Regions from separate parts of the Rattus norvegicus genome. Here region 1 is linked to region 2. A link is a contact called in public Hi-C data. All regions are on one chromosome and are shown on one strand. The core of a region is the stretch at or near the end of the contact, and the rest is flanking DNA. Distances in the headings are between cores, read along the strand shown.

Region 1 (6,590 bases), core at 1,691-4,190, 120 kb after region 2:
CTACAGCTCTTCATGATGCCGTGAGAACCAGAGTTCAAGGAGGAAAGTACCACAACCCCTTTTCATAGTAATTCCTACTAAAAGGCAACCTCACCACTCATTCATTTGGTAACAATCTGGGTAGCTTTTCAGTCCACAGCGTTCTGCTCACTTCTGACAGAATCTCATGAAAGTCAAAATATGGCTCTTCCAAACATTTATTCCTTTAGGAGAGAATGCTTGAAACAATAAATACGTTAAATAAAGCAAGACACTAGCATAGGAGATCGTCCAGCTGGACCAGGGTAATGTATACCATGTCAGGGACAAACTTGTGATTTGATTTCAGAGAGGAGGCCTAAAAGCTAAAACAGGCTATGTGTGTACCCCAACCCCGAACCCCATCCCCAGCTAAGGTAGAAAGGACCTGAAAAAAAAAAAACACTTCAGGGGTTATTTTAAAACTGAACTTTCATCTTGGTCTGGGTTCTTGGCTTAAGCCACTAATGCAAACTGCTGTGGACAGGACAGCTTTAACAACAAATGACTATTTCCCCCAGGCCTAGAGGCTGGAGATCTGAGATCAGGCTGTAGCCATGGTCAGATTCTTGTTGAGGTTTGTGGTTTCTGTGGATTCAGAAAGGCTGCTATTGCACTATCAGAAGGCAACTGTCTATCTTCTTCCTATCTCCTCTAACATGGCATCGGTCCCATCACGAGGGCTCCTCGGTCATTTACTACTTCCCAAAGGCTCCACTGTCTAAAACCAGTCGAGGATCGGGTGCTTACTTACAGTAGTGAGCACTGAAACCAGATTCTGGCACATGTGAAGCAAGCAAACTGTCCACCACCGAGCTACATCTCCAACCCTATTTTACTTTTATTTGGACAAAGAAGCTCATTAAAGTATCCTCAAGCGGGGAGCCTCCTACTTCAGCCCCTGAAGTAGCAGAAATTATAGGCTTACACCACCATTCCTGGCCACCTTAGAGTTTTGCCCGGTATGTTTGAGAGTGATAAATCTATTGCATTAGGATGATTGAAAGTCAACCCTGTGGATGTTGTAGATCAGGAAATAGGGCAAGAATAAAGTAAGAACATCCATCCTAGACCCAGAAAAGTGGCTTAAAGAGATGACAGTGGGACATACTGGGTGGAAACATTAATAATACATTTTTTTCCTGGTCCCTATACTTCCAGACACTATCTCATTTAGCTGGACGGTGCTTTTAGGGAAATGTATTCAAACCTCCACTTGATTTGCATGAGACACTGGAAGGTCTGTAAAGATGGTAAAACTTCCCAACTCAAATCCAAACTGCTCTCTGGGGTGGGCCTCCTTGAAGATCAGTCCCGAGGCAACCTGTCTGGACAATCTTATTTCCCTTCAGCTCTCAGACCGGGAGTCAGAGAGGAAGAGATCCTCCAGCGATTCCAAGCGGAGGAACCTGTGAGCTTGGCACGTCCCAGGCGCAGCCTGCCAGGCAGGCCTGCATGAAACCAGGGCGGGTTTAGCCTCAGCCTGCCCGGGTCACCAAGCCACTCTAATTACAGTCTGTGGTAGGTGGCAAGGAGGAGTTGTCTTTGGGCGCGAAGCTTCCCCGGCCATTGTATTAGCCTATAAATACTTCAAATACTTAAGTGCAACGTGCAACCTTTGAATGTCGCAGAGGAAGCTGTTGGAACGCCCCTGAGCCCACCCGGAAAGAAGAAATGGCTGGAGTGTCCTTCAAGCAGGGGACAAGGAGACCCGCCCTGTCAATCCCGTTGGAGGTGCAGAGAGGCTGGGGCGTGCCTCCGGAACCCGCAAAACCGTTGAGATTACCCGAGCGATTTGAAAAAGAGAAACCGATTTCCCCGACACATGCCAGAGGGTGGAGGGAGGCGGGAATCTGCAACCCAACGGCGTTTTCAAAGGCCGCTCCCGGGACGCGGGGGTGGCGGCCCGCGGGGAGGCGCGCGCCGGGGCCATGCCGCAGAGCGGCCACCAGCTCGCTTTGTACTTGCGGCCAAGCGCGGCCCCAGAGTTTCGGCGGCGGCCCCGCGGAGTTGAGGCCACGCCCCCTTGCAGTGCGAGTCGCGACCGCGGATTGGTCCGCCGCGAACCAATGGGCGCCCGGGAACGGCCCGGGCTGTCAGCGCGCGCCGCAGCCGGTCCTCCCCTGCGTCCAACCCTGCAGCCCGCGCTGCCTTCCCGGGAGCTCTGCTTAGCGCAGCGCAGCCAGCCTGGCCAGCTGCGCATCCCGGTGCCCGCGCCCTGCCACCACCGCCGTGCTGCGCTGGAGCGCACGGAGCATGGCCAGAGCCGCGGGAGCTCACGTGCTTGGTGTTCGAGGGGCTTGTGAGCATCGGTGATCGACTGTCACGCCCAGACAGACCTGTCTGCGGAGATCGCCCCGAGTCTGCCTAGGCGCGGGTGACACTGCGGCGCGTTTTCAGAGTGACAGCCGCCTCGCGGTTGAGACATCTTGGGCTCCGTGTGCCCTCCGTTTCCCCATCCTCCGCTCTTTTGCTCGAAGATTCACACCGGCAGGCTCCAGAGCGCGACGTGTGCGTCCCCGTAGCCTGTGTCTCTTCCTAAGGAGCCTTCTCACTTCGGAGACGCAATGACAAGTTAATATGGGCGTCCACGCCTCAGTTTCCCAGGAGAAGAATTGCCAGAGGCAGCCTTCCGCGAGAGCCCAGAGCTTCTGAGCAGCCCTCCCGCTGCGACATCCGCGCAGGTGGGACCTGCTGAGGGCAGTGACTAGCCCGCCACCCGGCAGGCGCACTCACTGGATTTCCCCAATTCCCCGACCCGGGGATTTTGTTTTTTGGGTTTTTTTTGTTTTTTCTTCCACTGTTGGTGGGCGCCTCGCGGGCCGAGGCCCGGCGCCTGCTCGGCTGCCCGCGCTGCCTTTAGCGGTCGCCTCCGCCGCCGCTGCCAGGGACGTGCTGGGAAAGCCAAAGCCCAGGGAGAAGATGCCGGCCATCCTGGTAGCCTCCAAAATGAAATCGGGACTGCCCAAACCGGTGCATAGCGCCGCGCCCATCCTGCACGTCCCCCCGGCCCGGACTGGTCCTCAACCCTGCTATCTTAAGTTGGGAAGCAAGGTAGAGGTGAGCAAGACGGCCTACACTAGCCAAATCCCCCTGAAATCGCAGGGGCTGCAGGAGCCGACGGGGGAGGGGCTCCCGTTGCGGAAGAGCAGCTCTCTGGAGAACGGGTTCGATACCCAGGTGAGCAGTGCTGTGTGCTGGGGCACTATTACATGGTGGGAGTGATGGAGGATCCTTCATGAGGGAGGGGTACGGCTGCCTTGAGGAGAGGCTACCATAATGTGATTGGAGAGAGGACGCATACCCCTTATGCTGGCAGATTAGAAGGATACATTGGTCAGTGGGTGTGGCCAGGAGGGACTTAGCTGGCCAGGGTGCCAGAGGTTCTCCTGAGGAGCTCTGCAAAGCTAAGGGGTTCTGGCAGCCAGCTGCTTTTATGGGATTGGAGCAGGTTTAGAGATGCTTTCAAAAACCGAATGCTGGCATCGGAAATGCTAGGGCCATCAATGCTGAGAGCTTGGCCCCAAGGAGTGGTATCTGCTGCTGTGATGTGTGTCTATAGCAGTGCCTCGGGTTGTAACTCGGAGAAGGAGTGGTCTGGTGCCTTGATGAATTGGATATCACCTGCCAGCTGTGAGATCCAGGACAAGGGAACTGAGTGATTGCCCTGAAGTTACCCTCCTCCTAGCTTGGAGATGACTGGTTTCTGCCCCATCTTTAGGGGGAAGGGATTCTGACCAGGTGCTGCCGAGTGCTAGCTGCTACAGACTCCTGGTGACTGGAGTGGCTTGGCTGTCTCAGAATGGCTGCCGAATCTAAGCCCCTCCTTCTTGGGTAGTCTATGCTGCCAGTGTTGGTGGCTCTGGTGATTACGGAGGTGATGGTGTGTGGGTGAGAGAATGGCTGAAAGAGAAATGGTGACTTCTACCTTTCCTGGCAGAGCAGGCATCCCCCTACTGGGCTGGGTGACAGGCCCTGGCCGTGCAATCTCTTTTAAGGAAATCCTGAAGGGCCAATCAGTTTCTCTTGGACTCCTGCCTTCCCTGCTGCCTTCCCCCCTCTTCTGGCAGGAGGGAGCAGGGCCATGCTGTATTTTCTTGGCTGCCAGTCAGCAGGGACTTTTAGGGACAGGCTGACCTGACTGGTGTGGCTGTCCCAGTCAGGAGAGGAGAATCGGGAATCCAGAAGGGGAGGCAGTCTGGAGTTGGTATGGGATGGGGGTGGGGCATGGGGAGGAGAGCAACAGACCAGATGACCTTTTGGGCATCTACTTCTCTGTAGCGTTCTCTGATCAGAGGCTAATGCTCAATACATTCCTAACCTTCCGGCGGAGGAGCTGGGATCTAGAAGCTGCTTAGAGACAGACCGTTGGAGCTCAGAGCCAGAGAAGGCCCCTTCCCCACACAAGCTCCCACACCCGCCCGACAGCATGTCCCTCTTGGTGCTGCACTTGCTAAACATTTTTGGAAGCTGACAGCCCTGACTGATGGTGTGTGGGAGGAAGGCAAGATTTCCTCCAGTGCTCCTGGGTCCTGGCTCTGCTGGGATGTGTGTTCTGTTCTTTTTCTTAGAGCTACAGGACTTGTCCAGAGGGCTCTGAAAAGAGGGTGAGCACCAGGGTGCCTTCCGTGTCGGTGGGGGGTGAAGTGGGTGGTGTTTTGGAACAGCAACTGAGAATGTGACACATGCCCTCGGGCCTGATGAGGAAGAATGTAGGAATGAACGGAAGGCAGATGCTGGACTCATTCACGGCCTGCTATTGCCCATTTGACCCTTCAGTCAAGGAGCAGTGGCACCGAGGATTACAGTGAGCAGGCTCTGAGAAGGTGATTCACCACTCTCTCTATTAAAAACAAAATTTTTTTTCACTTTTGGACATGGCCATGAGGGGCTAATTTGGCCCTAGTCCCTGGAGGCACCATTTCCCTTCTGTCCCCACTACCCCACATTCCACCTCTCTTGCTCTCCATGGGCCCTCTGCATCACGAGGGTGGTTTGGATGGGTGGCTCAGGAAACTGGCCGCCTTCCAGTGGACAGTCCCGGCTTCCCAACTGGCCCCTCCTTACCAGCCCCTGAGTCTCCTAGGAGCTCTTCTATGTAACAGGCACCCAGAGCCCCACCCTGACATCAAAGGGGCTTTGGCAAAAAGGATTTCACCTTCTTTGAACAGGGTATCCCCATGGTGACAGACAGTGCACATTCACCTTCCAGAAAAGTCCCTCGATTATGGCTTGAGGACTGTGGCTGACTTAGCACCTGGTAATTTCCTGGTCCCAAACTTAATGTTTATCATCACAAGACGCTCAGGAAATGATGAACTCAGTAGCAAATGATATCTTGGAGCCGTTGCCTCTGTTTTATTTGGGGGATTTTGGGCAGGAGGCTGGTTGGGCTGACGGTGACTAACAGCCCAGGTCTTAAAGCTTTGGCTATCAGTAGTACCTTCTGTCTGACCTATTAACTAACTACTGTCCTGGGCCTCAGTGCTTCCATCTGCAAAAATGGGCACAGGAATTGTGCATATTAAGAAAAAGTATTCTTTAAGCAAGAAAAGGTTGGGCTCTAGGAAGACATCAACCTGTTCACAAGCATTTACAGCTCTCTGACTCTGCCTGGCACAGAGTATTGGGCTCTGTGGGAGGATGGTGGAGGTGGGGTGAGCTGTGGAATACCTGGGGTGTTAGGTTCTCATTGGTCCGCACAGGAACACTTAGAATAGGTGTGGTGTATGTGCCCACATCCTAAGATGTCCTAAAGTAAAGAAGGCACCCTTGCCTTGTACGTCCCAGGTGCCAGGAATTGTTCTGGGTACTTTGCATAAAACAACTCTCTTTCAGTCTCTTAACAATCTGACGAGATGAGTGTGATCCCCATTTCACACATGAAGAAATCAAAGTTCAGTGGCCGCTCAAGCAACAGAGGTTGTAGCATTTGCACCGGAACCCCTTAACCATGGTGCTGGACCGGGGGAGACACAGCAGCTGCTGGTCAGTTATAGACCTTGAGGTATGGCCACAGACGTCACCACGGATTCACGTTGTCCAGCACGGCAAAGCAGGGATCCCAGCTCAGTCAAGTGCTGGACCAGTGACCATGCCCACTCTCCAGCACCGTCTCTCACGCTGCAGCAGAGCTGGTCTGGATCTTGGGCATGATTGATTCCAGTGCAAAGGCATGACTTCTGTTTCCAGCAGAGGGCAACACTGGAAGAGCTGGAGGAACTGAAGAGTGGAGGTGCTGGAAGGAAGAAGGCTAGCGAGTAGCTCAAGGGCCGGAGAAGACCAGGGGCTCACAGGGGAGGAAGGAGATGGTCTGGGCCTCAGCAGTGGACAAGAGTGCCCAGTAGGGAGGAGACAGAAGGAGGAGAACAAAGGAGAGGCGGTTGAGCTACCCTGAGTGGTGCCCATGTGGATGCTTCCTCCTGAATGTTCCAGATTGAGTGTTTTCCATTTTAAGTCAGCGTATGAGAAAGAACAGAGGCTTGGCAGTAGTGCTCACTTTGGCGTCTGTTGGAGGGTACCTGCCGGAGGTGGCGGTGAGAAACTGGGGAATCGGTGGCATCTCCTACAGG
Region 2 (6,344 bases), core at 1,640-4,139:
GAAACTGAATTTCCCTTGTAGACTAAAACCATTCGTCAGGATAGCTTCTTCCTCTCCCAGGTTGATTTTTGCCAGGGATTTTGGTCACAGGAACAAGAAAGCCACTGAAACATTAGGTCAAACAAAACAATGGAATCCTTCAGTGTGGAGTCCTCGGTGCCTTTAAATAGTGCAGCTGCGTGGGGTGTATCAGCAGGCAGGGGAGGCCATCCGCTAGAACTTTTGGAGAATCCTCTGACCACAGACTCTCTCTACCCAGCATAACTGGCAAATCTGGTAGGTGCTTCATCCACATTCCCAGCAGGACCTTCGGCATAAGAGCAGGAGGGAGGCGTTTCAGTTAGATGACACAAAACAGAGTTCCCCCTTCATGGTTCACTCTGGACACAACTACGTCTGACTCAGCTTCTGCATGTGGATAGCCACGCATGGCTAGAGTGTCCCTAGAGTCAGCAGAGGGGAGCCAGGCAGAGCATCAGGGGGAAAGGCAACGCTGGGCCCCTCTGTTAGTTAGAAAAAGTCAGGAAATCGCCCTGGTTCCTGCCCACTGAGTCCGACCTAGGTGTAACACATGTGGGGTTCAGGAATCAGGGCATTCAGCAAACCTCAGCTCTCATCAGCACCAGAGTCTTGGTTACTTTCTCCCTCTGTCACTCAGTCAGTGGCTACGAGCACCAACCATTGGTGGACATTGAAGAGCCACTCACTCACCCCTACCCTGTTTAGGCAGATGCTGGAGGAGTCCTGAGGTATAGGCCGATCTGTGATTAAGTCCCCCAGTCTGGAGCTATCCAAAGCCACCTGAGCTGGAGGTCCTGAGGTGAGAACTCTGTCCCATACCCTGTTTTAGACTCTTTAAGATCAGAGGTTAGGAGACTTGAAGACTCCACAACCTGAGAGTCTGCCTGGCTTGAGGGTGGCCCAGGGTTCCCGAGAGACCTTGCCTCATTGCCCAGGCTGTCCTCCCTGGGGAGGCCAAAGGGAGTTCCCAGAGAGGCAATCTGAGGTCTCTATTGTTTCTCTGCTCTGGGCTTTCCTTGCCATCTCTCTTTGCCCTACAGAGAAGAGGACCACCCCACCCAGAGACCCAGCCCCCAAGAAAACCTCTTCCTCCTCCCTTCCTTCATTTGCACTTCCAACCCTTTCCTCGATGGCAGCAATCTTGTGCCAGTTTTATGGATTTCTGTACAGAGGTTATCCAGTAAAAATAATAACCCCCATCAAGTGATGGGTAGGAACCTGTGCCAAGGCTGTCCCTACTGTCCATTCAGCCCCATAGCATCTGTACATAGGAAGCCCATAAGGGCAAATTAGAACAATAGCCCTCAGCCCTCTAGGATGCTGGGAACTCTCATTGGCAATTATAGTAGCTCTTGGGGCCTTCTTGTAAGCTTTAGGGCATCTCTTGGGCCCTCATTATCTAAGGACATCTCTGAGGTCCTGACTGACTGTTTTAGGACATCTCTAGGGTTCAGGACCTGCTAACGTGCTCTACCTGTAGAGCGGAGGTGTCTGTGGATATCAGAGGGCAGACAGTTAGGGCATCCAAGATGCCGTGAACTCTTAGGCATCAGGGAGGAAGAGAATTGCAGAAGCAGGCCAGGGAGAGGAAAAGAAAGAAGAGAAGGAAGAGCGTATAAATCACAGTGTGGGCAGAGAGAAGCAACCTGTACAATCCTGTGGTCTGGTCAGAGTCCCCTCCTTCCCGCCATCACTTCTGTCGCCCCCTCCTCGCACCTGATATAGCTCTAAGCTACCGCCAGAAGAGCAGCACAGCCTGGCAGAATTTAGGCACAGAGGGACCCTCTTAGGCTAGGGTCAGTTACCCATCTGTCCCTCTGTACATTTGAGCCCCAGATCTAGCCAGATGTCCTGAGTCCTAGAAAAGGCACCCGTGGAACCACTACATGAAGGGTGACATTACCTCAGTGTGCGTTATAGAGCAGATTCCGGGACCTACTGCAGGTCTGGATCACCTGGGCCCCAGAAACAGCATTTTAACAAGCATCATTAGCAGTTCACACGTGCTCTGAAGTCACAGAGCCACCACTGAAATGTGTAGCCTACCTAGCCTAAGGCTTGCATGGCCTCAAACACCATTCCTGTCCACTGACAGCGTGTTGCTTTCAGAATGCTTTAGCTCAGCATGCCGTAGTGATATGAGTAAAGGAAAACTTCCTCAGGGTTACAAGAGAGTTGAGGAATACAAATCAAGAAATCTCATTGGCACGGGGGAAACAAACCTTGCCCACGAATATTAAGTAAATAAAGAGATGAAGACAAACAAATAAATTAAGCGTGTGTAGTCACCCACCCTGAAATATTGAGCAAATAAGCATTAGCAGGTACTATGATATTATTTGGAGACATTCCCTGTTCCTGACTGTCGATATGGAAGTCAATGAGGCCACTGCAACGCAGAGTCCAGGAGCCGACCTTCCACCCCAGCATCCACTCATGCAAGGGAGGCGAGCAGGCAAGCTGTTCAAGTCTGGCTCACCTACTGTTGCAGGGAGGAGGGTTGGGTGGGTGCAGTGACACTTGTGACCAGCAGAGGGCGGCATAAACACACGTTCAGAGCAGAGCTCGTGAATCCCGAGGGTGGGAGACTCTGGGGAGAGGGGGAGGTTGGGATCTGCATTTGTTCTAGAACCAACACACACGCGCGCGCGCGCACACACGCACACGCACACGCGCGCGCGCGCACACACACACTGTTGATAGTAATAGCGGGGATGTTCACCAGGCAGAAAGCTTGTTCCTCCAGGTTGCCCAAAAGCCAAGACCGGAGCCGCTCCATGCAGGGTATCTTCCCTGTGGGCTCAGAAAGCACCTCGTTAGATTTTATTTTTCACCACCCAGTCTGGCCCTGGCAGGCTGTGGGCAGAGTGCTGGCTGTTGTGCCTTTTTGAGGAGGCTCTTGGCGGAGCTCCAGAGTGGGGCCTCCTGTTCTGTTTGAAGGAAAGCCGTGGTAGGCGTTTCACCCAGCGCTCTCAGAAAACTTTCTTAGCTGAAGAGTTGGAAGGGTGAGGATGGGTGAGGTGTGGACATGTCTGCCCTCCGCTCACCAGGCGATTTTCTAAATGAGGGGATAAGGTGGCCCACGGCTGGAATACCTGCTATGTACTCCTGGGCACCAGACACCCAGTGCTTTACAGACCTCCCAGAGAGGTGAATCCTGAGGCTCAGAGAGGTCAGGTGACTTGCCCAGAGCCACACAGCTAATGAATAACCAAGATAATGACATTTTTCACCTATTGGGAACCTAGCATGTTATGGGTGGGCCCCAAATCAATCATTCCATGTTTAGTTGATCCTATCCGTGAGTTCAGTAAGCCCTTCTGTCTGTCCTAAAGTCTATGCCTTCCTTCTGCTCCACCTGCCTCAAACCTGGAAAATACTGGTCACCATTTCCCCCACCTTCCAAAGTACTAAAATTATCATTTATTCCCTCTGGACCCAGTAGCATCCTGGTGAAAGTTGTGGCGGTAGCTGGCTGCTGGTAACTGCCTATCCTGAAGACCTGGGCGCCTCGCTTGGGATGTCCCAGCAGTGCAAAAGTGAGGAGGGGACACTCCGGTTACCCATCTCACCTGGTTATCTGGGACTCGGGAAAGCATATTGTCCAAAAGTGATGAGGTGATATCCTCTCCTCTCCACAGGAAGTGGCTCCAACACAATGAATGTCATCTCCCCACGGCAGCCCTGGGGATACCATAATGCTCACCCTACCCTGTCATGCAGTCCGTGTGGCATCATGCAGACAGGTCACTCTCCTTCTGAGGGACTCTCCCTCTCCTGAAGAAATACCACAGGTGACCTGGTGTCCGGTGGTAGCTGAGGAAGAAACCTTGTTTCTCTTCCCCTCAGCGCTGGGCTTATCCCGCTCACACTGTGGAGTTCTCTGATAAGTGGCCTGTGGGCGAGGCTTGGCCAACCAAGGTGGTCATTTGAACTGGCACTTATTTGGGGCAGGAGCGGAGACTCTACCCCATACAGATCTTCCTGAGATAAAACTCCAGCTTGGCTGGAGTCCGCCTTCACCTTCAGGTTTATCCATAAACTTGGGAGCTCTGTAAGGACTCCATCATTTAGATCTACCTGTCCCCTTGGCAGCCACCACTTGGGCATGGCAGGCAGATTGAAATATTTGAGAACTCCTGGGCATGAGGAAATTTAACCTGGGGGTTTGAGGGGGGATGGCAAGAGAAAGAAAACCTGCCTTGATAGACCATAAAGACATTATCCTGGGCAGCATGTCTAAGGTCCTTCATGGAGTCAGGGAAAGGTCTGGAAAAGGATAACGGGCTAATCCTGGCAGCCCTGGCTCAGGTCCATGTGCTTCCTCGTCACCCAGGACACGAGACTTCCCACATACTGCCCAGATACTATCTCAGTCACTTCTCTCGTGGCATGACCAAACACCCGGCAAGAAGCAGCTTGGGGGAGGAGGGACTTCCTGTGGCTCGCAGTATTAGATGACACAGTCCGTCACAGCAGGGGATGCATGCAGTATGAGCTTGGTCACACTGCACCCACAGACAGGAAGCAGAGTGGACAGGAAGTAAGGCCAGGTCTCAAAATCCTTACGTTATCCCCTTAGTAACCCACTTCCTCCAGCAAGGCTCCACCTCCTAAAGGTTCTGCAAACTTCCAAAAGAGGAGGACCGCACGGGGAGGGGGTGCGGTGAATGACACCAAGTGTTCACACACGTGACAAACGTCCCCCTGTGGGGGACACTTCATATTCAAGCTGTAACCAGTGTGCTGATTTATTGTGTGAGGGCACAGAGTTTGTGAAAAGGCATCTATCTACGAGCTTTCTTGCTGCCCCTTTTTAGACAGAGGGTGCCTTCCTGGTAAGGAAAAAAATCTACGTCAGAGTCTGGAGAATGGAAAGTTTTTTCTGTAATATTTATCCCTGCAAAAATAAATATTTCCCCTTCTATCCAGGTCCAGCCTGTCTCTGTTGACAGCTTCCTAGGTTCTCCTGAACATCCAGTCACTCCAGGGACGGGGAACAGGGTGACCGGGCAACTGATTTTTTTGTTTTGTTTTGTTTTAATTTTTGACTGGGCTTTTCGCCGCTGAGAAGAGGCTGCCAAATGACCCAGTTAATTGACTGGCCTGGGGAGGGTGGATTCAGGGCTGGGAAGGAAGAGGAAGGGCTAATGAGTCTGATCCTGGGGGAAGACCCAACCCCAAAGAACCGAACTAAGTCACTCCACACATGGTTTTTGAGCAAGGTAACCTGTTCCCAGGAGTCATCCTGCAGATCCATTCCCACATTCCCCTAAGGGCTCCCTTCAGCAGGGTCAGCTCTACTCAGAGGGGTGGACAACAGTCCTGGCTTGAGACTGGGAGGCGCTGAGAGGACATCAGTTCCGAGCTCTGCCTCCTGGTCTGTGGATGGACTGCTGACACTGCTGTGTGGCCACATGGCCCTCTGTGAAAAGGTCAGCCTTTGTCATTAGTTGTGGCCCTAAGGCATCTCCCACAGCCTTTCACTCACTACCCATGGGGCTGATTTCAGGCCCTTCAATGTTTGTCCTTTTCCCTGTCTTTAGACTTTGCACAGGCTGCCCCTTCCTCTTTCTTCTTTTCTTCCTCCCTCCATCTCCCCCTTCCCTATCTCCTACTCTTTCTCTTTCCTCCTTCCCTCTCTCCTTCCTGCCCACTAGGGTCCTACTCGTAGAGAATCCCCAGTGCTGAAGGATCTCCTGTCACTGACCTCAGCACCCAACCTGAGCACGTGCACGCACACACACACACACACACACACACACACACACACACACACACACCCCTCCTTAAAACTCCATATCCCTCCCCCTCTCCCAGTGAGCACTGTTCTCAGTATTCATGCCATTTTCTGTACACCCTGTCCCCACACACCCCCAACTGCAGTGTGAGAGGGCAGGTGCCTACTCTGCGGGATGCGCTCAGTGAGCACAGAGTAGTTGCAATTAGGGGTAAATTTGCCCCTGTGGTTCCCTCGGTCTGGCGCATCCTACATACTTGAGGTCTCAGCCATGAGGTTTGGTTTGGGTTTGGTTTGGTTTGGTTTGGTTTGGTTTGGTTTGGTTTGGGCCAGCTCCTCTCTGAATGTCAGGAGGCTCTAAGGATCCCCAGAAAGGGGACATCAGTACAAGTTGCAGTTCAAGGGTCAGGGAGAAGAGTTATGGCCCTGAGAAAGGCTCTATGGGAAGTGTCTGAACAGAACTGGCTAGGGGGCAGGGCAGGGACTGGGCTGAGCTCTACACCAAGTTTGAATCCAGACAATGGCAAAATAGTGGTGAGCTTGAGCAAAAGTTCAGCACATAGTAGGACCTTTCCATCAAATA

What was found. Hi-C and Micro-C count contacts between places; a contact is called where the count stands out from the background.
Region 1: a contact with region 2 is called in a Hi-C map of Schwann cells, with 7 times the contacts expected there. The contact joins the promoter of Nav2 here to the enhancer-like site in region 2. A contact is called at or near these places in 5 of 12 Hi-C or Micro-C datasets (the A7r5 cell line, Schwann cells, frontal cortex and 2 more) and 1 of 1 datasets of contacts at active chromatin or transcription factors (oligodendrocytes).

What each region holds. Positions count from the first base shown.
Region 1 is chr1:108,091,696-108,098,285 of GRCr8, forward strand. Nav2 (neuron navigator 2) reads left to right here and starts at 2,941. Exons shown (of 38, transcript NM_138529.1): 1 at 2,941-3,198. The coding sequence starts at 2,941.
Region 2 is chr1:107,975,867-107,982,210 of GRCr8, forward strand. It overlaps a transcript of Nav2 not described here. Among named protein-coding and RNA genes, the nearest start is that of Nav2, 120 kb to the right of the region's middle. Within about 2 kb of position 2,890, at least 18 of the 93 cell types and tissues checked have an H3K27ac peak or open chromatin away from gene starts, as enhancers often do. A contact at or near this core is called in Schwann cells, where this site is marked.